3 separate regions of the Sus scrofa genome follow, and all the other regions are linked to region 3. Evidence: chromatin contacts called from public Hi-C data. All regions are on one chromosome and are shown on one strand. The core of a region is the stretch at or near the end of the contact, and the rest is flanking DNA. Distances in the headings are between cores, read along the strand shown.

The links. A called contact is a pair of places that touch in the nucleus more often than the background predicts.
Region 1: a contact with region 3 is called in a Hi-C map of adipose tissue, with 4 times the contacts expected there. A contact is called at or near these places in 1 of 5 promoter capture datasets (liver), 25 of 47 Hi-C or Micro-C datasets (adipose tissue, alveolar macrophages, brain and 16 more) and 1 of 2 datasets of targeted methods (skeletal muscle).
Region 2: a Hi-C map of skeletal muscle shows a contact between it and region 3, with 8 times the contacts expected there. A contact is called at or near these places in 12 of 47 Hi-C or Micro-C datasets (brain, embryonic fibroblasts, fetal heart ventricle and 9 more) and 1 of 2 datasets of targeted methods (skeletal muscle).

Annotation. Positions count from the first base shown.
Region 1 is chr4:42,379,862-42,382,699 of Sscrofa11.1, reverse strand. No RefSeq gene overlaps it. Among named protein-coding and RNA genes, the nearest start is that of GEM, 77 kb to the left of the region's middle.
Region 2 is chr4:42,457,118-42,459,941 of Sscrofa11.1, reverse strand. It overlaps GEM (GTP-binding protein GEM), which reads right to left and starts at 1,351. Exons shown (of 5, transcript XM_001926976.7): 1 at 1,218-1,351.
Region 3 is chr4:42,723,355-42,726,054 of Sscrofa11.1, reverse strand. No RefSeq gene overlaps it. Among named protein-coding and RNA genes, the nearest start is that of PDP1, 53 kb to the left of the region's middle.

The DNA of each region.
Region 1 (2,838 bases), core at 45-2,544, 340 kb after region 3:
GGTGTTTAACAAAAGGCCTGGAATATCATATGGGCTCCAATAATGTACGGCAGACAAAATAAATGAGACAGACCTAGAGCTCCTTACTGAAATAATGAATTCTCTTGCTTTATATTGTCTTAGCCACTCATGTCTTCATTTAACTCATACATTGAGCACTTCCTCCGTGCCATCCATACCTCAGGGTATAGGAATGATAGAAAGCTCAGTATGTCCGTCCACATCAATTGTATTTCTCCTGTTAAAGGGCTCCACCCAGATCCAACTTATGGGCACACCTCTTTTTACCTACAGGGTACTCAGCATCCTCTATGCTTCAGTATTTGTTCCTTCCTTTAGAGGAGTCTGGATGTGATCTGCTGATACTTTACTCATAAAAAGCACCACTTGAAAAAAACAAACAAACAAAAAAACCTTGCAAAGGAGCTCCCTGGTGGCCTAGCAGTTAAGGATTCTGCATGGTCACTGTTGTGGCATGGGTTCGATCCCTGGACTGGGAATTTCTGTATGCTGTGGGCACAGAAAAAAAAAAAAAAAAAAATTTAAGCTTGCCTCTTCTATCGCCTCCTCCTCAGCAGTACTATAGAATCAGAAACCAGGCTCAGAGGTAGCAAAGCCAATGGCTAAGCTACTCAGAGAAAATGCAAAGTCTGGATCAAAGCTTCACTGTCTGACCATGTGATCCTGGGCCTCCAAGGACACTGATGGGAATGGGACCCAGAGCCGGCCTTCATCAAAGCCCAGAAACGGCAGGTGTTTTCAATTTCTCTTTATGAGCACTTCCTCGGGCATAAATAGAACACCCCAAACATTCATTTATCTTCTATTTATGGAATAAACATTAATGTTTCCATGTTTTCAAAGCCATCTGACAAAGAATTCCTTAATGATTTTTATGAAAGAGAACTAAAAAATCATTCCTGGAGACCTCTCAAAACAGTCTCAATAAAACAACAAATCTTCCATTCTGTGCAAAAGTCGATTTAGTAAACCTTTACTCATCGTACAACAAAATCAGAGGTTAATAACTAAGGTGTTACTGATTTCAATGGTCCAGTCCATCAATTTCTAAAACGTTGGCACAGTTTTCACTTAATTAATAATACTCACCCCCTTCTATCCCCACAACCTACCAGGAAAAAAATGAATGTAAACGCTGGTAATAGAAAGTGTTCTGGAAAATAATCCTATCAGTCATATTGATAGCAAGAACAAGGTGCCAATTTTTATAGCTATCATAACAGCAGCCTGTGGTTTGAAATCTTATAAAAACAGGAAGCTCTCGCTTTAAGACGTGCCTGGAATTCCTAATGCAATGAGGGACGATCGTGATCTGTTGCTGCCACCAAGAGATCATTTTCACAAAACGGTATTTTCCCTTTGCTCCTGGCTTTGTTTCCAACTCACCTACAGATATTTCTTTTCTTCTTCTTCTTCCTTTTTTTTTTTGCCCACACCCATGGCATGAAGAAGTTCCCAGGCAAAGGTTAGAACCCAGACCACAGCAGTGACCTGAGTCATTGCAGTGACAACCCAGACACTTAACCCACTAAGCCACCAGGGAACTCTACCTGCAGATATTTCTTGAACATCAGGTTCTTTAATCAGGATAAATAACTACTACCTAATAACAAATCTCTTTCATAGGTATCCTCAGTAACAATGCATTTTTTAAAAATCTATTCTATATAACCTTTTTTTTCTTTTAGAAATAAGTCTAGGAGTTCCACTGTGGAACAATGGGTTAAGAATCTAACTGCAGTGGCTCGGGTTGCTGAGGAGGCACAGGTTTGATCACACGCCTGGCACAGTGGGTTAAAGGATCTGGCATTATTGCTATAGCTGCAGTGTAGGTCACTTCTGCAGCTTGGACTCAATCCTTGGCCCAGGAACTTCCATATCCTGTGGATGCAGCCATTAAAATAAAAGAAAAAGGAAAAAGAAATAGGTCTAATCTTTTCCCTTGTCTTCTATTCCTACTTTTGTTTTTCTTTGTAAGTTCCCAAATTCTTACTTTCTGGGGGTCATCTTTCTGGTCATCTATCTTCATTTGAGAACAAGTAATCCTGGTATATAAGGTAGAGGCCAACAGGCCATCACACTGGATGGGTGCTCCAAGATATTCCTCACACTTTCATTTAGCTTGCAAGTTTAAGCTGGTGCATATGAGTTCCAAAGCCACATCATCCTGGAATTAGATCCAGCTTCTTCCACTAACTAGCATTGTGCTCTAGGGAAGTATTTAATTTTTCTAGGTCTAATTTTCTTCCCCCATAAAGCAAAGGTAATGAATGATATGTCTATCTCAGGACAGTCAAGGTAAATAAATGAAATAATGACTATAAAGCATTTAGCAAAATGTCTAGCCCACAGTAAGTAATCAATAAATCATTTGTTATTATTACTACCAGAAAGGACAAAAATTAAGTGAATTCCATACCATCAGAAACCAGGTCAATGGGGAAGTTCTGACTAGAACCTCCAGATCACAGACTCCCAACCCAGAGCTCTGACCAACACACCACTTGGATGTTGACTTTATATTCGTCCAATTAATTTATGGCTCTGGTTCCCCTGGGATAGGTACAAAAGTGCTGCAAGCATCGTTTTTTAAAAAGTGAAGTCCTTGAGGAGTTCCCGTCGTGGCTCAGTGGTTAAAGAATCCGACTAGGAACCAGGAGGTTGCGGGTTCGATCCCTGGCCTTGCTCAGTGGGTTGAGGATCCAGCGTTGCCGTGAGGTTGCAGACGCGGCTTGGATCCCGAGTTGCTGCGGCTCTAGCGTAGGCTGGCGGCTACAGCTCCAATTAGAACCCTAGCCTAGGAACCTCCATATGTGG
Region 2 (2,824 bases), core at 102-2,601, 270 kb after region 3:
GTCATTTGCAAAGAGAAAACAGTACCGTGATCATTGCCCACTGCCCTGAGGCTTCCTCCATCCTCAAGGAAGCCTTGGGATTTCCCACTCCGAGCTGGCACAGAGGCAGCCAGAAGGAACCAATGGCCTCCAGAGATGGCTTGAAAAGCAACAAGTTAATGCAGCTGGGGACCAGCTGGCCAGGTTAGCTGCTCTTGTCTAAACATGGCTCTTAACTGTACTAGCATCCAGACGGCTTTTATGCCTCAGTGGAAAACACGTGACAATGACATCACCCCCCCTGGCTGGACTGGACAAGCACTCATTGGAACTTCCATGTTTAGTAAAGTTGCCCTGATGCTCCCTAGCTCCCTGAATAAGCTACTATTTGAGAGGGAGAGAATTTCTGTTTGAGGTTTGTGCCTCAGCTCTGCCCTCCTGCCCACAGATATTACGTTCAAAACATCCCAGCCCCAGCCCTGTGCCTTGTCCTTCTGGCAGAGAAATGACCTGCTCACGTTCAGACCTGTCAAAATTGCAGAGAAAATGTTTCACTCTTATTAAACCACATCCACTCAGAGAGTTCTTTAACTCAACTCAGATTTCCTCCTTCTGGAAGCAAATGAGAAGGTCAAAGACTCTCCCAAAAGACATTCAACAACTTTGCTACAACTTTCCCTTCTCAAGACTCCCTCCCTCCCTGCAGGGAGGTCTGTAGTACCAGGTTCCCTGAGATAAAGTGGAAGCATTCTCATTTTAACCAGCAAGATCTACTAACAAGGGGGAGACATGCACAGACAGCCCCTTTCTCACACTCGCCCCCACTCTCCACACCCCAAGGCGTCGATGATCTAACCACGATGACCATGACCGGTCGGTTTTTTAATCTTACAAGCAGCGCCTCCGTTGGCCGGCTTGAATTCAAACCACAGGAGCCGAAGTATCACTGTGGGCGCCCTCTGGCCACAGACGGTCGGAGGAGGTGACCTCAGTCAGCTCCTACTGAACTGAACTAAGAAACCCGCTAATGACAAATGGCATCCTTTGCACCTGAAACTCTGGCCCTGACCGGAAAACCACAGCGCAGACAGCAGGTTCCAAAGTCTCTTTTCTCAAGTTAGAAAGTTCTGCGGGCTGGGAACGCCCACCCCTTTCCCAACCACCCGCCTCACTCCGAAGTCGGGAGCACCCACCACCACCCCCATCAACAACCCCCCCGCCCCGACCACCTGACTTACTTGGTGGGAGTCGTCGGAGGGTCGATGTGCGCTGTGATGCCCTGGCGCCGCGCGGGATGCTCGCGCGCTACCACGTTCCGTGCCTCCGCCGGTGCCCGCCGCTCGCAGTCGCCGCGGCCCCGCGGTTTATAACCAGCCCCGCCAACCCGCGCCGGGGCTTTTCCGTGACGTCAGCGCCCCCGCTGGGAGGGGGCGGCTCTGCAGCAAACCCCGAGTTGCAGCCACTTCACTAAATCAGTAACTCGCAGTCATATGACCCCTTTTAAAAAATAACGACAGTTCAATCCCGGGCGCCTTTATTTTATTTTCTTTTTACCAGCTGGGCACAGGAAGATGGGAAAATACACCAAGTGCCACTTAATCGCGCCGCCCAGCAAAACACTTGCGAACTGTCCGGATAAAGGATGGAGAAAGAGGCAGGTTTGAATTGGATGCCCAGTTTCAGGAAAAACAAAAATAAAGCAGGGATCAGGGTGAGGCTGCAGCAGCGCTGAGTGGCCAGGGCTTGTGTTAGCTGCATCTTTTGCAAGGAAAACAGCCTTCTGCCTGCTCCTGTCACCTTCTCTCTGGAAGAGGGAGGAGGGAGAGCCCCATACTGCTTTGTTTCCCTTCTCTGACAGGGATTCAGAGAGAAGGAGCCAGAGGGAGATGAGGAAAGAACAGGTCTTGAAAAATAACTTCATTATGGATCCAAGCAGATTGTGCTAAATGTTGCTGGCCCTCCTGCTCTGGGCGGGGATGCTGAGACTCCTCGATCAGGGAATTTAATCAGCATCCCAATTGGCAACATCTCTGTTCGAGGCTGCCTGGCATGCCTGGCCCTGGGCATGGAGCCAGTGCCTCGGGTCATGGGAGGAGTCTTGAGCCAAACTTTGGGGCCCAAGTCCCCCAAATGACTCCAGATAATAATAATAACAGCCACTTCTACTACCATTTACTGAGTACCTCTGTGTTCCTATACTCAGCAGGTACTGTTAGGCATCTGCAGTACCTTGAACTTTACTACAATTCTGCAAGGTGAATATACTGCTATTCCCACTCTAGGGAGGAGCAAAAGGACCAAAAAACCAGTGAGCTTGCCCAAGGTCACACAGCTCATAAAAGTAGCAGCATCAGGATTCAAAGCTTGGCGTGCCCGGCTCTTGGCACTGCACCACCAGCAGAAGGGTTTCAATGACCTCTTTCTGGGGACGTGGGCATTTCCCAGATGCTGTGTTTGGCGATGACACTGGTCTTTCCAACCCATCCATCCACCTTTCCAGCCAGCTTCATCTCTGGGTTGGCTGGTGGCTCTGGAAGAGAGCCAGAGGTACCAGCATCTATTTGAGTGGCTGGACTCTGCTGTGAATAGGGTCCATTCTCCATTCTCCTGCAGCACTTATCTGCTCTGGGGCTAATCCAAATGACCAGCTGCGGAGACATGCCAGACCCCAAGCTGGCAACAGTGGAATCCACAGAGGAATGAACACTTAGAGCTCTTTTAATCTCAGGTGCCCTGACCCCAGCCTCCGATTTATTTTATGCATGAGGAAGTGGATACCCAGAGGGGTAGCTACCACTCCGTTAGTCATTGGCAGAGCTGGAAGCAGACCCTGGGTGTCATAATT
Region 3 (2,700 bases), core at 150-2,649:
CCGCTATTGCCATGGCTGTGGTACTGACCTCAGTTGCAGCTCCGATTCCATCCCTAACCTAGGAATTTCCCTATGCCACAAGCGCAGCTGTAAAAAGAAAAAAAAAATTACTGAACTATTTTAAAGCCTGTCAAATCACCTAAGGGTCAATGGAGATTATCTCTAAGTGCCATTTTAACACCAGGATTCTTTTTTTTTTTTTTTTTTTTTTTTTTTTTTTTTGTCTTTTTGCCTTTTCTAGGGCTGCTCCCACGGCATACGGAAGTTCCCAGGCCAGAGGTCTAATTGGAACTGTAGCTGCCAACCCAACACCAGATCCACAGCAACATGGGATCCGAGCCGCATCAACGACCTACACCACAGCTCTCGGCAACGCTGGATCCTTAACCCACTGAGCGAGGCCAGGAATCGAACCTGCAACCTCATGGTTGATAGTCAGATTTGTTAGCCACTGAGCCACGACAGGAACTCCGAGGATTCTATTCTCTCACAAAGTCTGCCTTGTTGGATTGCTTTGGAAATGTGGAGATGCCTATGTGCAGAAGTCTGATTGTTCTCTTCTTGGGTATGGGCTCCTGATTATCTAAGAATGGAGAGTCTCTAAGGGAGTCCGGGCTGAATGATTACTTCCAAGGAAGGAAGGAAATAAACATTTATTAAATTATGATTTGTGCCAAGAAATAGGCTAAGAATTTTCCCCTCATGCTATTGAGCCTAAATCTGGCAACCCAGCCTGTCCAGGCTAAATTAGACCTAAAAGAAGTTTAAGAATAATTCCATCTTCATCACTGGTACCTGCTTGTTGTGGAATACAGAGGCTGAGGTGAGTAGATATACATTCGTCCAAACATCCAAATAACTGATTGGCTGGAGGTGTGACATGCAGACAAAACTGGGGAGAATTAACAGAAAAGAGCTGGGTAATTTGCAAACAGAATATTTCAATGCGATGGTGAGACATTCCAGACAAATCCCAGAAAAGGAGAGAATATACAGCCATCACTGAGGGAGGCCTTGTTGGGACAACAGAAAGGTCGGTAAAGCCAGGAGACAGGACCATAGATGCAGCTAGAAGCAGCAGAAGAGGTTGTGAAGGCATGATAATAACTACAGTTTGCCGTCAGGTGCCTGAACCACAAAACATCGGTCCACCTCTGTGTTATGAATAAGAAATCATGGCATCAGTGGTTTCCGTTCTGAATACTAGGAACAAACACAAATTACACCGTCAGCAAGGCAAGGGTTAGTCATATATAACTGAATCCAACAATATACCCTGAAGTCCAAAGCTAAAGGAAATGGAACAAAAAGAATCAGCGCCTCTGGAAGAGTAAGAGGGCGTGATGGCAGTTGCAGGGAGTAGTCAACAGGTGGGGCTGGGGGGCTTCTAACCCCTTGGGTTTCCGCAGGGAGCAGGGCGTCTGCGCACAGAGCTCGGCTTCCTGCAGTGGCAGTCACACTCTAATCAAATACACACACATCCCACCCGATCCTGTTAACGGGGTCGGAGAAAAGTGATTCCAACCCAAGTGAGGCGTGGGCAGCTGACAGCGCAGTGATGTGTGTGGATCCTGCGTAGGCTCTGACGCAGCCCCGGGACAAAGCCGGCCCTTTTGCCACCTTCAGCCTAGAGGATCTGTGTCGTGGAGACCCAGAGGCTGGACCGCAATGGGTATCTGCTTTTGAAACGCGGAATCTCTGTTCCTGTTATTTTATATAATTTACCTATTTATATCCCTCTCACTTATGAATGATCTCATCTGTCCAGAACCGGCATTTTCTCCAAGAAAATGATTTTGTCCATAAATGGAAAGAACAATCAGCTAGAAATGTCCCCATCGTGGTGCATGAACGAGAGCCCTAGAGAATCAGCCTGAAATTGGCAGCAGGGCTCCGTGGGAGGGGATAGTCGCTCTCCCCTGGTGAGCGGTCCCCGTGGCAGTGGGGCAGGTTTTAAGTGCCATGAAATCTCTGCCTGATTTACTCATGGTTTTATGCATTCAACCTCGGCATTGTGCCTGGCACATAGTACCTGCTCAAAACTTGACTCTTTACTGACTGAGTGAACAAATGAATGAATGAAGCTTTCAGGTGGGAAGGTTGCCTGGCAGTCAGATCTATATTTAAATTCTGCTTCTTACATCCTGTCAGGGACTATATCCTGGGCAAGTTTTTTGACCTCCTCTTGGTCATTAGTTCTGCATCAGTAATGTCCTGAATTTGTCACTCTATCCTCAGTGTCTGAAAAATGATAGGTGCTCAATAAATATTTTGTGGACATGAGACTTTGTGTCTCAGTTTATTCATCTGTAGAAATAAAATCAGTGCCATGATATCTACCTGGAAGCATGAGCTGTTAGGAGGATTAAATGAGGTGATTTTTTTTGTTGTTGTTACAGAATTATATCTTTTTCTTTTTTTTTTTTTTTTTGTCTTTTTGCTATTTCTTTGGGCTGCTCCCATGGCATATGGAGGTTCCCAGGCTAGGGGTCGAATTGGAGCTGTAGCCACTGGCCTACGCCAGAGCCACAGCAACACGGGATCCAAGCCGTGTCTGCAACCTACACCACAGCTCACAGCAATGCCAGATCATTAACCCACTGAGCAAGGCTAGGGACCGAACCCGCAACCTCATGGTTCCTAGTCAGATTCGTTAACCACTGCACCATGACGGGAACTCCTTTTTTTTTTTTTTTTTTT